Regions from separate parts of the Danio rerio genome. Here regions 1 and 2 are each linked to region 3. A link is a contact called in public Hi-C and HiCAR-type data. All regions are on one chromosome and are shown on one strand. The core of a region is the stretch at or near the end of the contact, and the rest is flanking DNA. Distances in the headings are between cores, read along the strand shown. Region 1 holds the start of cirsr (corepressor of RBPJ and splicing regulator). Region 2 holds the start of sp9 (sp9 transcription factor). Region 3 holds the start of sp3a (sp3a transcription factor).

Region 1 (2,897 bases), core at 105-2,604, 190 kb before region 3:
TCTGTTTACTTTCCTTTTCCTTTCCCCATAAACAAAACTGCCGCAGACTTTGACATGAATCCGCATGCACCTTCACCTGATTCATAATCACATAAACAATCTGCTGGATAAGGGACACAGCAGTGCGGTCGATCCATATACGTGCTTAGTCAGCGATAAAGTAGGCGGGGCAATGGCGCTTTCTATACACGTCAAGTCACGTGGTTGTGCAGTAGCAGTGTTGATTGGCTATTTGATTTTGCTGTCGCAAAAAATAAATAAATATGATATATAATAAATTAGAGTAATATAAATAACAGATCTGACAACCATGAAAATATAGTTATGAAATAATCATAATTAAAATAAGAGCAGATATAATTAGGACTAAATAAATGCACAAATATATTAAACAATTATTGATGGATAATCAGTTTTATTGACAATATATTTATTATAGTGTTTATATATTTAATATAATATATTTAATGTATTTATTTTATTGATAAGAAATTTATTGAGATGTAATTAGGCTGTATTTCTATGGTTGAGAAATTAAATTAGGAATTTAAGACTTTTATTAAGGAAAATTATAAGGTGGTCATGGATACATAATTAAATGCTAAATAAATCTGGTAGTTAAGTCAATAAAAGATCACAATTACACAGTTACATAAATAAATACAATAACATTGCCGTTTTCATAGGTTGCTAAAGATTCATTACAATCTAAATTTAGCTGAAAGGCAGTGCACATTTACTGTTTTACGGGCTATATGTATCTTAATTTCATGCTATATTTGTTATTTTTAGGCTATATGCATTTTATTTTCATGCTATATTTGTTATTTTCGGGATATATGCAATTTATTTTCATGTTATATTTGTTATTTTCAGGCTATATGCATGTTATATATATTTTTATTTTATTTTATTTTTTATTGTTTTATTTAAGCAGGAATTTGTGGGTTTTTTATATGTATTTATGTATTTATTTCTATATTTATTTATTGTTTTATTTATGCAGGAATGTGTGTTTTTTATCTTTATTTATTTATTTATTTATTTATTTGCATAATTATTTATTGTTTTATTTATGCAGAAATTTGTGGGCTTATTAATTAATTTAGTTGCATATTTATTTATTGTTTTATTTCTGCAAGCATTTGAGGATTTATCAATTAATTAGTTTGTTTATTTGCATATTTGCATATTTATTTATTTATTGTTTTTGCAGGTTTCGTACTCCATAGAAAGAAAATTATCATAATAAGCTTTAAGAAAGTTATTATTCATTTTATTGTTAATAAGTTTAAGAGATTCACTGTTTTACACACAAAAAAAAACATTTATGATCTTTTGAGCCACCGTTGTCATTGCGTCATAAAGAAGCGCCGCTTTTGGTGGTGTTATGATGTTGTTTAGTCGAAAGCGCTAAGTTTAATTCTTAATAACACTTTGGTCGTATCGCTGGTGATTAAACATGGGCAAATCTTTTGCTAATTTCATGTGTAAGAAGGATTTCCATCCTGCATCAAAATCCAACATAAAGAAGGTGAGAGGGTTTAAGCTAGCATGCTAATACGCCTCGAGTGTAAACATTAGGCTGACTTTGTTCAGATCGAGTCATATTGTAGTAATGATATCATAATTAAATGTTTGCTAAATTAATTATATTAAGCAGCTTTCCCGTTAATTTATTTGATTTTGTATGTTTGTTTGTGAGGGAATTGCCCAAAAAAACTGCGATTCCAGCGTTACGGATGTGATACAGTAAAGACTTTAAACATAAATTCATAGAAAATGTATGTGTTAACAGTAAGTTATATTTAAACAAAAGTTTATATTTTCCCAAAAACAAACCACAGAGTTAAGGGATCAGACAAATATCAAACTGTAAACTTGTTTTATATTCTAAATGATGAAATAATTTTTGTAAATAATTTTTTGTTTATTTTTCCCCCAGTTTCTGTTTAACAAATAGAAGATTTTACCAACACATTTCTAATCATAATAGTTTTAATAACTCATTTCTAATAACTGATTACTTTTATCTTTGCCATGATGACAGTAAATAATATTTTACTATATATTCTTCAAGACACTTCTATACAGCTTAAAGTGACATTTAAAGGCTTAACTAGGTTAATTAGGCAGGTTAGGGGAATTAGGCAAGTTATTGTATAACGATGGTTTGTTCTGTTGACTATCGGAAAAAAAATAGCTTAAAGGGGCTAATAATTTTGACCTTAAAATGGATTAAAAAAAATTCAAAACTGCTTTTATTCTAACCGAAATTAAACAAATAAGACTTTCTCCAGAAGAAGAAATATTATCAGAAATATTGTGAAAATGTCCTTGCTCTGTTAAACATCATTTGGGAAATATTTAAAGTTCAAATAAAAAAATAAAATGGTGGCAAATAATTCTGAATTCAACTGTATATAAAATAAGCTGAAACAACCCAATTATTGAGCTTTGGTTTTGGGACAACTTAATTGTTTCAATCCACTTAAATTTGTGAAAAAATAATAGGTTATTTATGTAGTCCTAACACAAGTCGATTGTGTGTAACTGTTAATGCAGTCCCTATATTGTTTACCACACTACTTTGAATATTCGGTCTGAAAATGCATACAAGTATGCTAACAGTGTTGTTCTTTTATAGCCATTGGCTACTAAAATGATTTCCCTATCTAGAATTGGCAATTATTACTTTTTTCCAAAGTCTGAATGTGTGAATATAAAACCAACTTTACCCCAATTACACTTGGCTCTTTTTGTGTGAAATTAAATAAAATTGTCGGAAAACGGTGACAGAGACATTTTTTAGTGTTTTTAAAGTACTGCAAAGTCTACGCAAACAACTTAGAAAGGGTTTCGCTGTTTTGACGAAAAGACTTTTTTATAGCAAGGTT
Region 2 (2,944 bases), core at 300-2,799, 170 kb before region 3:
GTGCGCTTTGAGGTGAGATGTTTTCCCGTAGACTTTCCCGCAGCCCGGGATGTGACAGCTATGAAGTCCTTTTCTCCGCAGGCTGGCGCCTGCAGGCCCAAGCCGCTCCGCCTCTTGGCAGTTCGGGCAGTCGCATGTGGCCCGCCCGGAGTATCTCCTGGAGGATCTGGATGAAGTCCCGATGCCAGAGCTGGCGCCCGATATCATGGCATTCGTGGCTGACGCGTCCGTGTATGTGGGAATCACAGTTTTGAACCCCTCCTGTGTCAACAGGTGTTGACTAGTGGACAGGAGGTGAGACGCGGTGGGGCTGATGCCAGTGGAGCTAAACGCGGAGTGCGTGAGGCTGGAGAAGTCCGGGTTGTAGCCGCTTAGCTGGGAGTGGATGGCTTGGGGGGTCCCGGAGTGCAACGAACTTTGCAAAGTGCCAGCTGGATTTTGCACTTCGAGCCACGAGCCCGGGTTTGTGTGCACGTCCCACCACGTGGACGCCCCGTTGGCCACATCGCCCGAAATAGTGGAGTGAAAGCCGGACTTGTACCAGGATTCGTACGGGTGCGCCATGCCGACGCGCGGGTATAAAGTGTCTGCAGAAGAGTGAACTTTGGAAATGAACGCAGACTGTCCCGAGTCCTGCGACGAAACGCTGGTTGTGTTGGAGAACAAGCTGCTGTATTCGGCGGAGAAAGCCGAGGAGGTCGGAGAGGTCGAGGCCAGGCAGAACGCGCTGTTGCCCGCGCCGGTGGTGGTCGTTAGTCCGGAGGTGCTTCGGCTTGTGGCGACTGTGAATCCAGGCAGGCTGGAGCCCAAATTGCAGCTCGACGAGGATCTTTTCCAGGGGTGAAATCCGCCTTTGGAGAACGCACTGGAGTCGGGGAGAGTCGTGAGGGGACTGGTGTTGCCAATTTTGTTGCAGGTCGCAGCCAGCATCGCTAAAGGGGTAGTTCCAAACCGCGGCTCTTCCTGTGTGGATGAAAAGTTTGTGCTCTTTACTAGACTATAAAACATAGCTGGCTTGTGTGAGAATCAAATAGTTTTACAAGTGTCAATGACTCCCCCAAATAAAACCCAAACATCGAATAAAGCGCTCAATGCGCAGATTCATTTTTATTAAAGAGTTGTCTAAAAAGCTTTAGAAAATAATTGTACATATTCATTATGGTAGCCATTTAATAATTGCTAACACATACTTAATTTTAGTGCTTTGTTATTATTGTATTTTTAACCAAGAAGTGACCTTTCTGCAGTACAAATTAACGTTATTTCACAGATTATTCATATTTTATCGAAGTTTTTTTATAATTCTAAAAAAACTCCCTTTTCTTCATAAAAAACAAGAGCGTTTTCTTGAATGGAAAACATTTGTTTTAAGGAATGCATCTAAAAGTTACTTGGAGGTTTGAATGCGAGCAAGCAATAGTGACATGCTAACAACAACAACGATAAAAGAATAATAATAATAAAAAACGTCGAATTAAAATATATCAGAATTTGCGCACTTACCCCAAGTATAGACGTAGCCATATCCAGGGCCTTTCCTAGACAGCTAGCTGAAGAACAATGACTCAGTGTTCCAGTGTGACTGCGGGACAGTGCGCTGAAGCTTTACTCTCTCTACTCGTGTTGTATAGTGAGCGCGTGCTTTGAAGTACAGCTGGCTGCAGTGCTCAGCCAATCTGCGCGCGAGACGAGGCGCCTCCAACCAATAAGCGACGCGACCATGACAGAAATACTAAAGCTGCATGTCAATCAATGACTGGGGAACTGATCCCACTGTCAAGCAATAAGCCATCAGCTATTTTTCACCGTTTTATATATATATACACACACTCATGGCCATCAAGGCGCAGTTTCTGCACAGACTATAGTGCTCAGCTCTTATTGGTATTTAATAGACATCCTCCGATGGTAAGCGTCTCATCTTGATTTTATGCATGGTATCCTCAAATATCTGTGTCGTGTGTGTTGACGGATGCGCTTAAAATGGATTTTTATGATGTGCACTGCGCACAGCTTACGTGATCGCGTTATTGTTATTGTGTAGTTATTATTAGTCATTAATAATATTATTTAATGTACGCATCAAAACCCTACATTTAGGTTAGAGTCGTTAACGTTATAATGTGACGCGTTCACGTTTTGTGTGAATGCAAAGTCATGAGTATTACAGTGTCAGTGCACTCATCTGTTTTTTCTTAAAGAATATTTGAGTCCTTTTATACCTTAAGTTTGTTTAATATTTATAATATGTCGAACTTTCAAATTAGAGCACGCTGAAATGCAAGAGAAGGTCTTGGATGAAGAGGACGGAGTGACAACACTGCTCTCACAACAGGTGTGTTAGACTTTTGCTGAAAGTGTTGTGTATGTGTGTGTGCGAGAGAGAGAGAGAGAGAGGAAGAAGAGGGAGGGATGTGGGGGCGCAGGTTAGAGTTTGGGGTGTTAATGCGCGCGCGCGCTCCTTTAAATACCTTCAGAACCACACGCGAACACATGACTCCAACAAATCTTTTAAAATTAAACAACAATATTTTATTATGTTGCATAAATAAGTTAGAGCGTTAAATTAGACAATAAATAAATAATAATATGAACTATTCGGAATAAAAATATAAAACCACATTCTGAAGAATCACAGATCAAATCATTAATAATTAGGATACGTTTTCCCCCTCAGCACTGCTCTTTTGTATATAAAGATCAATGCATTATAGCAGTGTTTTGCGCTGCTTGTTAAAACATTTAAGGGTAATGACATAATGTAACAATGGTCTGCTTTGGAGTGAATCGCCTCCTTTTAAAAGTTAAAGCAATTTTCTTGAGAATGGCCCCGCCGAAACGCTGTGCATTACAGTATTCAAAATGACCAAATAATGCTCCATTATAGCGCTTGAACGCTGCCAGTCAGACTGGATGCAATTTACTCCGGAGCGCTTTGCTTTAA
Region 3 (2,912 bases), core at 63-2,562:
TTCCTAAACATGACAATGAGTTCACTGTGCTCAAATGGCCTCTACAGTCACCAGATCTCAATCCAATAGAGCACCTTTGGGATGTGGTGGAACGGGAGATTGGCATCATGTGCGGCAGACAAATCTGTAGCAACTGCGTGATGCTTTCATGTCCATATGGAGTAAAATCTGAGGATTATTTCCAGTACCTTGTTGAATCTATGCCACGAATAATTAGGGCTGAAGACAAAAAGGGGTCCAAACTGGTACTAGTATGGTGTACCTATTAAAGTGGCCAGTGATTACGAAATATATATATATATGTGTGTGTATATATAATTTCATTGCATATTTTTTATTTAGTAAATGTATGCATTTCTTTTTATTTAGTAAAAATAATTATATTTGGGTTACTTCAAGTTATTTCTGGCTTTTTGATTTTGCAGATGGATGTGGAAACAAGGATCATTCTGACAAAAAAAAATACATACAACTAATATATGCATGTCTGGATGTGTGTGTTGGCCTGCCAAACACTACACAATATTTACAAAAATAAATGTAATAATAAATAAATTTAAAAAAATAAAAGAATCTGTATTTAACGTGCCACATTAATGTTGGCAGACTCTATGCCCCCCTCCCCCCTAAAAATATTGAAGCAAAAAAACACAAATCGGCTTCATAATTTTATAAACCCATCTCTGACTCATCTTTTATAAAGATGCTGCTGTGTTCTTCATTGAGAAAGGGCTGAATATCATTAATCACTCCTGTTACTTGAGAAACACTTGACAGAGCTCAAGTATCCTCTCACATTTAAACACAAACCTCTTAATTGCTGATTACAAGACAATGAGAAGTGATGGATCATCAAGTTTCCCTGCTTGTTGAAACAGAAGCAAAGACATCTAGTATTCTTGATATGTTTATGAATGGGGGAGAAAAAGGAAAACCTAAACATGAAGTAGGTCTGCTTGTTATGATAGTCTAAATAGGCAAACGTTTAGAACACAATAATAAAGCAAACCCTGCTCTCCATCACACTGTACATCTTCACCTACAAAACTTGTGTAAGGGACAAGGAAACATAGGAAGCAACCCGGTCAAAATGACAGACATCCCGCCCATCCAATCACAAGCTGAGCTTGCCGAGCGACCCTCCAATGAGAGTATAGACGAAGGGCGGGACTTCCTGCTGGTGACGCAGTTGGCGAAGTGGAAGCCCCGCCGTCAATCAAATTAAGAAAAAAACAAACTGGACTAAAGCGAGCGCAAGCAGCGATTAAAACAACCATGTTCGCGGTGTAAAAAAAGCCAACCATCAATCTCCAGGAAAGAGCTCACGTAATGACCGGTACGTAGCATCTGTGGAGCGCACACAACGATCGCTTTGAATCTTTGTGCAGGCTATGTTTGTGCTAAGCTAGGCTAACGTTAGCAGGCGGGTGAATCTGAGAGAGTTTTAGCAAATAAATACGGAGCTAAATCTATCTATAAGCCGCCGAAACGCTTGTGTGGCACCCGATGAAACACCCGCGTGCTGCAGTCACTCTCTAATGCTTGTTTTAGCATTGTTGTGTGTGTGTTTAAGCGCCTGAAGGGCCAGTGAAAGCGGGAGTCATGGCGGACAGCAGCAGCGCTCAGGACGGCGGCGGCGCGGAGCAGGTAAAAATCGCATCAAATCCTCTCCTCTCTTATTCTCTAATGCATGTGCTTTAGTGAAGTTTTCACTTTGTTCTGTTAAAACACTGGTACTTCCTGTGTGGCCACCCCCTTTCATGTATTAAACCCGCCCATCTGCAGGACGGACAGCCCTCGCCGCTCGCCCTGCTCGCCGCCACTTGCACCGGCCTCGGTTCGCCCGCCCCCGGAGCAGAGAACGGGGCCAGCTCTAATAACGCTTCAGCTGGGGTGGTAAGTCAGAAACTACACCGTTTCACCTTTAAATAACCCTCTTACATATGTTTGAGTACAAGCCCGGGGCGTGTTTGCTTTGTGTGGAGTGTATTTATACCATAAACTTAAAGAAGTAATATGGCTGAGGTAAAGTTGGGTTCATATTCGCACAGCCGTTCATTTCTGAACTTGTGACAGGATCCCTATAATGTACTTTGAATATTCGACAACGTAAGCACTATTTGAATGTTAACAAGGGTGTACTTTGATACTTTGTGGCTGCTAATATGATTTCCCCATTTAGAACTGACAACTCTGAAGTGATATTATTATTATTATTAGAGGCAAAGTTGGTTTTATGTTCGCACATTCGTCCATTTAGCATTATTATCATATTATATCTGAGTATGACTTCTAAACAACATTAACACTATCCAATTCACTGTGAACAATGTTGTACTTTGATAGTCATTTGCTGCTTATATGATTTCCCTATTTAGAATTTGCAAAGAATGTTTTTCTGAAATAATTTTATTAAGGAGAATGTCTGAATATCCTAATATAAAACCAACTTTACCTCTATATATTATTGAGCAGAAAGTCTGAATATGAAACACACTTTACCCCATAATCAGAAGCCACACTATTTAACCCTTATGTACTATGGGGAATGTTTTCATCCATTTCGGGGGATTTGAGTCTTAATTTTGCCATATCTTTTTTTTCTGTTTTTCAGCTAGCAGAATGATTTTTTTTCTGACAAACCTTATTTTGAGAAAATGCTTTGATTTAAAAAAAAAAAAAAAAAATCAACAATACAATCCACCAAGTTAAACTGCTGTAAAAATGCATAAGATAATTGTTTTTACATAAATCTGTTAATCAACCTCAGTCCTAATCAAAACTACTAAATTGCTTAAAAAATTACAGGATTTTATCTCCTTAATTATCAAATTCATAAATTATGTCACTGATTTGGTGAAAAAAAAACACAAAATGACGTATTTTCAATATAGAAGGTAAATTATTATTTT

What was found. A called contact is a pair of places that touch in the nucleus more often than the background predicts. HiCAR-type assays count read pairs that join an accessible place to other places.
Region 1: a contact with region 3 is called in a Hi-C map of hematopoietic stem cells, with 2.8 times the contacts expected there. The contact joins the promoter of cirsr here to the promoter of sp3a in region 3. A contact is called at or near these places in 2 of 18 Hi-C or Micro-C datasets (caudal fin and hematopoietic stem cells) and 1 of 4 datasets of contacts at active chromatin or transcription factors (embryo).
Region 2: a HiCAR-type map of caudal fin shows a contact between it and region 3, with 17 times the contacts expected there. The contact joins the promoter of sp9 here to the promoter of sp3a in region 3. A contact is called at or near these places in 4 of 18 Hi-C or Micro-C datasets (caudal fin, embryo, hematopoietic stem cells and 1 more) and 3 of 4 datasets of contacts at active chromatin or transcription factors (caudal fin, embryo and gastrula embryo).

The regions. Positions count from the first base shown.
Region 1 is chr9:2,585,068-2,587,964 of GRCz12tu, forward strand. It overlaps cirsr (corepressor of RBPJ and splicing regulator), which reads left to right and starts at 1,355. Exons shown (of 11, transcript XR_012385097.1): 1 at 1,355-1,534. scrn3 (secernin 3) reads right to left here and starts at 3. Exons shown (of 8, transcript NM_199738.1): 1 at 1-3.
Region 2 is chr9:2,605,724-2,608,667 of GRCz12tu, forward strand. sp9 (sp9 transcription factor) reads right to left here and starts at 1,550. Exons shown (of 1, transcript NM_212960.2): 1 at 1-1,550. The coding sequence starts at 1,008. LOC103911600 (a long non-coding RNA gene) reads left to right here and starts at 1,755. Exons shown (of 3, transcript XR_662496.5): 1 at 1,755-1,908; 2 at 2,268-2,335.
Region 3 is chr9:2,775,015-2,777,926 of GRCz12tu, forward strand. It overlaps sp3a (sp3a transcription factor), which reads left to right and starts at 1,313. Exons shown (of 7, transcript NM_001089498.1): 1 at 1,313-1,647; 2 at 1,786-1,896. The coding sequence starts at 1,603. The region is part of intron 3 of LOC141376046 (a long non-coding RNA gene); the gene reads right to left.